Linked DNA regions of Sus scrofa: all the other regions are linked to region 3. The links are chromatin contacts, called in public HiChIP or PLAC-seq maps. All regions are on one chromosome and are shown on one strand. Each heading gives the region's core, a stretch centred on a gene start, on an enhancer-like site or on the middle of the called end of the contact. The rest is flanking DNA. Distances are from core to core; before and after follow the strand shown.

The links. HiChIP or PLAC-seq counts read pairs in DNA pulled down with a chosen protein or histone mark.
Region 1: an H3K27ac HiChIP or PLAC-seq map of skeletal muscle shows a contact between it and region 3. The contact joins the promoter of LOC110259558 here to the promoter of SAV1 in region 3. A contact is called at or near these places in 2 of 2 datasets of contacts at active chromatin or transcription factors (alveolar macrophages and skeletal muscle).
Region 2: an H3K27ac HiChIP or PLAC-seq map of alveolar macrophages shows a contact between it and region 3. The contact joins the promoter of NIN here to the promoter of SAV1 in region 3. A contact is called at or near these places in 2 of 5 promoter capture datasets (fetal liver and liver), 2 of 47 Hi-C or Micro-C datasets (embryonic fibroblasts and skeletal muscle) and 2 of 2 datasets of contacts at active chromatin or transcription factors (alveolar macrophages and skeletal muscle).

What each region holds. Positions count from the first base shown.
Region 1 is chr1:180,590,856-180,593,773 of Sscrofa11.1, reverse strand. LOC110259558 reads right to left here and starts at 1,431. Exons shown (of 3, transcript XM_021085051.1): 1 at 1,148-1,431; 2 at 598-1,074; 3 at 329-419. The coding sequence starts at 1,431. The coding sequence ends at 639. NIN (ninein) reads left to right here. Exons shown (of 34, transcript XR_002346861.1): 3 at 1,533-1,586.
Region 2 is chr1:180,620,672-180,623,384 of Sscrofa11.1, reverse strand. NIN (ninein) reads left to right here and starts at 1,410. Exons shown (of 34, transcript XR_002346861.1): 1 at 1,410-1,612.
Region 3 is chr1:180,433,178-180,435,938 of Sscrofa11.1, reverse strand. It overlaps SAV1 (protein salvador homolog 1), which reads left to right and starts at 1,481. Exons shown (of 5, transcript XM_001927720.7): 1 at 1,481-1,965. The coding sequence starts at 1,872.

The DNA.
Region 1 (2,918 bases), core at 182-2,681, 160 kb before region 3:
TAAAGAGAGAACAGTGGTGTCACCTCCGGCCCACCGCTGACACCTCTAGGCTTGGACTGGGATCCTGTCTGCATCCAGGTCAGGGGTGTAGGGATGAGGGGAGTGAGAAGCAGAGACTCGGGGAGCCAGAGGAGTAGGGATAGGAGGGAGGAGCCAGTAAATGCTGAGCAACGCCAAGGAGTTTCTGTCCTCTGTGGCTATTGACCGACCGAGGGTTGGATGTACCCGGGGAAGGCTGGATAGCGGGAGGGAGGGAGCCTAAAAGGACAGGTGGCAGGTAAGGAAGCCAGTCTAAACCTGGTAAGAGGGTCGCATTTGCTCCATAAGGTTCAGAGTCAAGTCCGGAGCTCTTCCACCTCCTGGACCCCTCTTCCAATGACCGCCAATGGACGCTCGAGGGCTGAGTAATCCAAGGCCTCCTGGGGGCAAGAGAGGCACCTGAATCTCCACCCTGAGGTTCCACGGGCTGGAGGTAGGGACCATTCCCCGACCCGGAGACGTCGCCAGCCAGGTGTTGTAGGCGCAGAGGGGTGTGTGCGCTCCCTTTGGAAGAAAGGAGAGGCTATTGGGCAGGGGGGTCGACCTCAGGGCGCTGACCTCCTCCGCCTGGGCTCCCGCGAGCCGCGGCGTTTTCAAATTCAAATCTCCCAGGCGACAGCCCCAGCGTCCCAGACAAAACGGGACCGGGCTCCGCGGTGCTCCGGCCACCCGAGTCGCAGAGGTGGTGGAGCGCGTGGGAGACGGACCCCTGCAAGTGTCAGGGCGGCGCCCGGCGCTCCTCCCTCAGCGGCCCCAGCTGCGCGGGCCGCGGAGGAGGAGCCGCGCCCTGGCCGGCGTCGCCCTAGCTCCTCCTCCCCGCGCGGGGCCTGGCCCTTCCTCCCCGGCGTCCAAAGCTTCGGGTGGCCGCAGCCGAGCGGGTAGCCGAGCGCGCTGGGCGCGGCTATCCCGCTGCCACCGCCGCCGCGTCCGAGCTCGAGTGCTCCCGCGGTCATGGTCCCCGCGGCGGCGCCGGCCGCCTGAGCCCCGGGACGCGGTAAGCGCAGAGCTCTCTCCCGGGGACCCCCGCCCCGCGGCCTGGGGGTGTGCAGAGGCCTCGGGCTGCCCCCGCGCTTCGGCGAGGCCCTGTGCTCCGGGGCGGCCCCGGCACCGTGACAGGCTGGGGTTTCCCCTCTGAGGCCAGGGCTCGGCGGTGGCTGTCCCCGCGGGCCGGGAGCAGGGGGTGGCGGCCGACTCGGTCCGGGGCGCTCCCGCGGGACGAGGCGGGGAGGGGGCGGCGTGGGCGGCGGAGGAGGGGCAGGTCAAGGAGCGCGGGCTGCGCGGGCGGGGGGCGAGCGGGCGGGCGTGGAGGATGCGCGCCGCAGCCTCCGGGAGCCGCGCTTTTGTGAGCGCTGGCTCCTTACATATGGAAATGACGCTCGTGCGGGTCCCCATTCGCGTCCTTTTGAAGGACGCCCGCCCGGAACCCCGGCGTCGGCTGCGAAGTATTGTCCCGCTCCCCGAGCCCTAACAAAGCGTCCTCCCCCGCTTTGCAGAGCACTGGAGGCAGGCGGCCGGCTGTGCGGACGCGACGGAGAGGCCGACAGAAGGTAGGCGAGGATGGCGGGGGCCGAGAGACCTGCTTCCTGGGGACCCAGTGAGGTTTCTGGGGGTGGTGAAGGGCAGGCGAGTCGGGGGCGCATCCGCTTCGCAGGCTGCCGGGGACCTGGGCGACGCGCCCCCGCACCGGCCGCACCTCACCTCCCGGGTCTGCAGCGCAGCGGGGTCTGGGCACCTTCGCTGCCTGCGTGGTCCCGGCCCGCAGCTGCCAGCTGAAAGCAGCTGCTGTGTGATGGTCGAGGAGCGGACTTGAGTCCGGGAGGGAGCAGAAGGGGCGGTTATTCGGTTGCCTTGTGCCACCCGGGCAGCCCTGTGGCTGAGAAACTGAAGTGAAACCTGTCTAGGGAACCCTGAGGTGTTAGCCTAGGCTGAGTAGCGGAGAGCTGATGGCCGTCAGTTAAGTGGGAATTATAGAAGGTGTGCGGAATCATTGCAGAGAGAAGGATTTCCCCAGTGCAATTACTAAGAAAAGGAGAAGAACGGAAAGACACTCCATTATTGCTTGAAAGCCTGGACCGCCAGACCCGCAGAATGGAAATATTGAGGGAGTAGCTTCTTGGGTTCCAGGGGCTGGGATTCTGCAGCTACCAAACCGGTCCTTGACAAAAGGACAGAGCTGATGGAAACAGTTTACTGCTCAGAGCTCTTTCTGTGAAGTTGAAAGAGAGGGAGCAATGGGAAGAGGCAATTTCCCAGCCTCAGCCCTGACAAACCAGGGCTAGGGTGCCAATAAAATGGGAACTGGAAAAATCGTCCTACCGTCAACCTTGTTTCTAGACAACTTAGCTATTATGAGATCTTCTGCTTTCTTTACTTAACTGGGACAGATCCCCTCCTGGTGTTGAATTCCTAAGACAGCCTTGCCATGCAACTTAACTCCTGAATTTGTGAAATCAAAATAGATTGCATGGTAGTCTTTTATGACAGATGTGGTAGCTTTTTACGATTAGAATCCTAATAAAGTTCACCAAGGTACACAGGCTAAGCCTCTGAAACCATGGATGATTTTCACTGTGGCTCCCTTAAATACATTAACATAAATTTATATCTGTTTACTTGTTTCCTGAGGCTTGACAGTCTGCAAGGATTTTTTTTTTTTTTCTGTGTCATGTTAATTTTATCTAGAGTCTTCCTTAGTAGCTAGTGTACTGACCTGAAATATTGAAAGGTCTTGCTGTGGAGTTGAAAGGGGCTGTGAAAATTCCCAGACTGTGTAACAGTTGCATTACAGGCTGGCTGATAAAACAATTTGTTAGGGTCTCCTCTGCTGTTGTCAGTGTACTTAAGGCGGTGAAGAGAACTGTGAAGTTTGTTTGCAGGTT
Region 2 (2,713 bases), core at 161-2,660, 190 kb before region 3:
GGATCCCTGGCCTTGCTCAGTGGGTTAAGGATCTGATGTTACTGTGGCTGTGGTGTAGGCCGGTATCTGTAGCTCCAATTTGACCCCTATCCTGGGAACCTCCATCTGCCGCAGGTGCAGCCCTAAAAAGTAAAAAAAAAAAAAAAAAAAGGAAAAAAAAAAAGCAAGAAAAAGAAAGAAATTATCTCACATCAGAGACTATGCAAACTTTCAATCATCCTGAACATAAGCTTTTTAATCAAAGCTATAAAATAAAATCTAATGCACATCGATGAATAAATCATGTGGTTTCTCTTGAAGGGGTATCATTAATAGGACTTACATCACTATGCTCATTACCACTTCCTCTAGGGATTAAATTTATCCTTTCAGGAAGGAGACAATGAATTGAAAAAAACAAGAGAGAGAAAGAGAAAGGACCGTATAATGATGTTTTCCAAAGTAAAAGACTTGTTGAACATTCACCTGGGTTTCATAGCTCTCACTAATAAGCCAGAACATTGCTTTAATTCTATACTGTTTATTGCCACGGGAGCCAACAGACTGGTAGAGGTTTTCTACACTTTTATTTGCCAAACAGAAAACTGTGTTGTGATGTTTAGATGAGACACACGGGGGCAGCAGTGAGCTGACCAGGAGATAGAAGAATGGTGACACTTTTGAAGCAGAAAGCTTGACTCTAGACATTGAGATGCTGGCCAAGCTCTATTTAAAATCATTTAAACCAAAGAGAAACATTTCTTCAACTCTAAAATTAAATTTTAGAAGAATTTACTGTTCTGGCATGTTTTCTGCTCTCCATGAGTGCTTAATATCCTTACTTCCTAAATGTTTTTTTCTATTGACAATTATTTTTTCAATCTATTTAAATCTTATTTATTTATCTATCTATCTATCTGTCTGTCTATCTGTCTATCTTTCTAGGGTCCCACCTGTGCCATAAGGAAGTTCCCAGGCTAGGGGTCTATCTGAGCTGCAGCTGTCGGCCTACACCACAGCCCCAGCAAAGCTGGATCCCAGCCGTGTCTGTGACCTACACCAGAGCTCACTGCAACGTAGGATTCTTAACCCAACTGAGCGAGGCCAGGGATTGAACCTTCGTCTTCGTGGATACTAGTCGGCTTGGTTAAGGCTGAGCCACAACGGGAGCTCCAGGAGTTTGATCATTTTAAAGCTGAGACACTTTTTCCTGACCAATCCAAGTTGAAGCCCGGGGCAGGGCAAGATATCCCAGCACCAGGGACAAAGGAAGCAAACCCGGGCAGCTAGCACCACTTTTGTGGGGAGCCCACTCTAACTCGGAGCTGACAACATTGTTAAGAGTAGCAAGCCAGTGCCTGGGGCTCTCTTTTTAAATGGGGGCGGAGGAGCGGTGGGGGGAGGACACAGCGGCACTTCCTCTTCCTCTTCCTCTCCAGAGACTATTCATTTCATTCCCGCCCATCTGAAAACTGAAGAACTCCGCAGACCCTCAGACCCGCAGACCCGTAGGGGGTTCGCTTTCACTGCAGGAAGAGATGCTGTAAACAGAGGTACACAGCCAATCCATCTTCACACCCGGAAATGAGACGGCAGTGAGACAGGCCTAGAAGCAAAGCTGGTGATTGCTGCGGTGGGTGTTCACTGAGGGCAGGCTGGTCCTCCCGAAGGTGGTGTAGGATCTGGAGGAGGGAGGCAGGGAGGGTCTGGGCTCTTCCCCACGTGGCCCCAGAACTGCCTGGCAAGGAGCCACTGGGCCAGACCCTCCCGCTCCGCACGACCGGAGGCCTTTGTCAAGCTGTGTGGCTGGGTATTATTTTCAGGCTCAGCCGGGGCTGCCCTCCTGCTCCTGGGCTTGCCCGTCGATGCGCAGCTGTTTCTTCTGCTTTCCAAAGCCCAAGCCTACAGGTGCTCTGCCTCCCTCTGCCTTTGGCCGTTACAAGTTATAAGAGTAATAGTAGCTTTAAAGAGAGGGGATTGGGGAGGTTGCCAGGGGCTTAGAGTCCTCCCCTGCCGCAGCCAGCCCTCTGTCCCTCTGTCCTTCATCCTCCCTTCACAGACCTCCAATCCGAGCATTTCTTTTTTCTTTCTTTCTTTTTTTTTTTTCTTAGGGGCACACCTGTGGTGTATGGAAGTTCCCAGGCTAGGAGTCGAATCAGAGCTACAGCTGCCTGGCAACACCACAGCTCACAGCAACACTGGATCCTATTGAGTGAGGCCAGGGATCCAGTCTGTATCCTCATGGATACTAGTTGGGTTAACTCACTGAGCCACAACAAGAACTCCCTGTCTGAGCATTTCTAAACCGAAGGATCCTGGCTCAGGAAAGGCAGTCTCATTTTCACTGGGCACTCACCTGCTGAGAAGCCAACCTGAAGAGTGGAGCCCAGACTCCAAAGCCTGCCCTCCCCTCTGCTCCCACCGTTCCTTGGATGTGTTCTATTTGAAATAGTTTCTTTTTCCATAATTATTATTATTTTTTAAACAGTGTGTTTATTGCAGTATTTCTATCTAGTGTTTCTCTGGAGAAATCTAGACTTATTTTATGATTGTGCTTTTCTGAGTGTGGTTGCAGCCCTATGAGATATGCCTGTAGGTCCCTGTGTGTATTTTGACATCTGCACCAAAGCAGAGGTTACCTGTGGGGAGTAGGACTGGGTCAGTTGATGCTGCTTTGCTTTTTTACTTTCTACCGCTCGGTTTTGTTTAATCTTTTCCCAGGAGATGAATTGTT
Region 3 (2,761 bases), core at 232-2,731:
TAAATCATTCATAGAGGATGGACTCTTCATGCTGCATTTCCCCCCGTGTTGAAAGTGAGATTACACGATTTGTTGACGCTGAGAAATACTTGATTGATCTACATGGCCAAGGAATATTTCCGTACATTAAGGCTCTTAGGCTTCTAGGGAACGAGATGTTAGCCCCTGTAAATTTTCCTAATCGTTGTAAAGTTAACACAAGGAAACAAAAAGCTGATTCACTTTCAGTGATTATAAATCAACAAAGGAACAACTGTCCAGGATTTCTGAATATGAGATAGATGCAACACTTGCAAAGCCTCCAACCAAGCGTCCAACGCTAGACACCAATGATGCTGAAGGGTTACGGCTTGTTTTTGAGCTACAGAGCAGGACATAAATCTGGCCATGTACGTTTCAGAGGCTCAACCAAACGACATCAATCAGGCAACTCAGCAACACTTGGGCAAGAACAAGGGAACAGCAACAACTACAACATTTAGAGAAAAAAAAAAGTAACTTTCTGGGAACTGCCAGTGTTGGTATACCTTCAATGGTAAGCCTCACTTCCCAAGTGCCAAGGCCATACTGACTCCTGTGTTCCTAGCTGATTTTTTTTTTTTTTTTTGAAACCTTGAAGGAATATATTCCTGACTGGTTTAATGTTCTTCATTACATCAAGCTACAAAACTAAGAAAATCATTTTCTCTGGAGCACCTTCCCAGAGTTATCTGAGAAGCTGTCTTCTGGGTTTATAGTTCTCAGTTTGGCTCAAAGAAAACTATTCTCTACTCGTATTGTAGAATAATTGTTATTTCCATGACAACTCTAAGAAGAAATAATGTGGCTAGGAAGTAAGGACAGTCATAATTAAATTATGCTAACATCAAAATTGTCTTAAATAGGAAACAGTAGAAATCACATTTGGCTTTTTCCTCCGTTTTCTCATCAGAAAGATGCACTCCCTGGCACTCAGGAGACAGATTCATATCTGTTTAATTAGTGTTGGACGGCCTAATGCTTTCGCAAAATCAGGGATCTAGATTATTTTTTGGTGCGGCGCTAAGCTAAGGGTGGTGTCCCTTCAACTCTACTGGCGTTCTGTGTGAACACGGACCTGAATTCACCAGCCCAAAAAACTCTAAGAGGGGCGTCCTCTGCCGTGGAGGAGGACAGGAATGCGGCTGTCCCGCGCCACCCGCTCCCTCAGGGTCCGGGAAGAAAAATCTGTGGGTAAAAAGGGGCTCCGTTGCAGGAGCGCGCCACGGCCTCCGGCGCTCAGTCTGGCAGGCTTTGTCCTCAGACCTCTAGTGCCCGAGGTACCCGCTTCTCGCCGAGGGGGAAGTGAAGGTGGCTGCAGCTACAGGGCCGGCCCGCTAGCGGAGAGTTCGGCCAGCGGTTCTGTAGCGCCACCGCTCCCAGGAGCTGGAGTGGGGGTAGGGCAGCGGCGCTCGCGCCGCGTCGAGTTTCCCAGAATTCCCAGCGGCCGCGGGGAAAGTTTACAGGACGTAGGCGGCGGCGGCGGCGGCGGCGGCAGCAGCCGTAGCGGTTACTAGGCGGCCCGCGGCGGACCATGGCCCTGGCCGGGCGTCCCTGGCCTCTCCTCTCGGAGTACTCGGGCAGCGTCGGGGAGCGGGCAGACTTCCGGGAAGGAACTGAGAAGCGACTGAGCGGCGGTCGGCGCGCGTAGCGCCCCGAACATGCGGCAGTACCTGTGGGCGACCCGGGGCTGCAGAGAGGAGGAGGAGGAGGAGGAGGAGGCGGAGGCGACGGCGGCTGCTCCGGAGGGAAGGAGGCGGCGGCGCCGACGGAGGTGGCGGCGGGGAATCCCGGCGCCGGGCGCGGAGCCTTAGGGAGGCTTCTTGGCGTGGCCTGAGGCCTTGTGGACAAGGATGCTGTCCCGAAAGAAAACCAAAAATGAAGTGTCCAAGCCGGCCGAGGTGCAGGGGAAGTACGTGAAGAAGGAGACGTCGCCTCTGCTGCGGAGTGAGTGTCGGGCGGGGCGCGCCCACACCTGGCCGGGGTGCCCACGGGGACCCGGGCAGAGTGCCTGCCGCCTCTCTCCGCGGCTTCTTTTCCTCCTTGGTATCTGTGAAATACTCGTTTTTAAAATTTTCTTGTGCTTAAAGTGGTGTTGGTTGTATGAAAGCTGATGAAGAGTAAGAAACTTATATTCGTCCACCTCCGACCCCCTCCCCCCCAAATAACCACAGACTTCTCTGTCTACTTTCGTCAGTGTTGTTGGTTTTGATTAACTGGAAGAAAGAGGCTCTTTGGGAAACACTTAAATTGCTTATCCCCTGGGCTTATAGGAATTAAAGTGATTAGACTGGGGCACACTTTTTCTTCTAGTTACGTCGAGATTTGCTGTATGTTTGCAAACATTGCGGATGTCACTAGCCCGTTCTGCAAATTGGGCGAACTCTCGGGTAGAATTCCTTAGCCCAGCTGTTGGGTGCAGACTTAAGGAGATGAAAGGTGATCATTGCTATTGTAGCCGCTACCTAAAGCCTCATCAATCGTAGATCTTAGCGAAGAGGAGCCAAAATATGTATTTGGCTGTGTTCGTGAGAATTGCTTCAAATACCAGCTCCCCCGCCGCCGAGAATCAAAAAGGCAAAGTACTCAAAATAATTTCATATTTTACAGGAAGTTACCAAAAACTTTTTTTTTTTTTAACTCTAATAGAATGCATTTTTCTCCCACCCTACCCTGGCACTTTTCTTCTCTTCACTTTAAGTATTTGATTCTAATTTTCCAGCTGAATCTATTGAATTTTTAA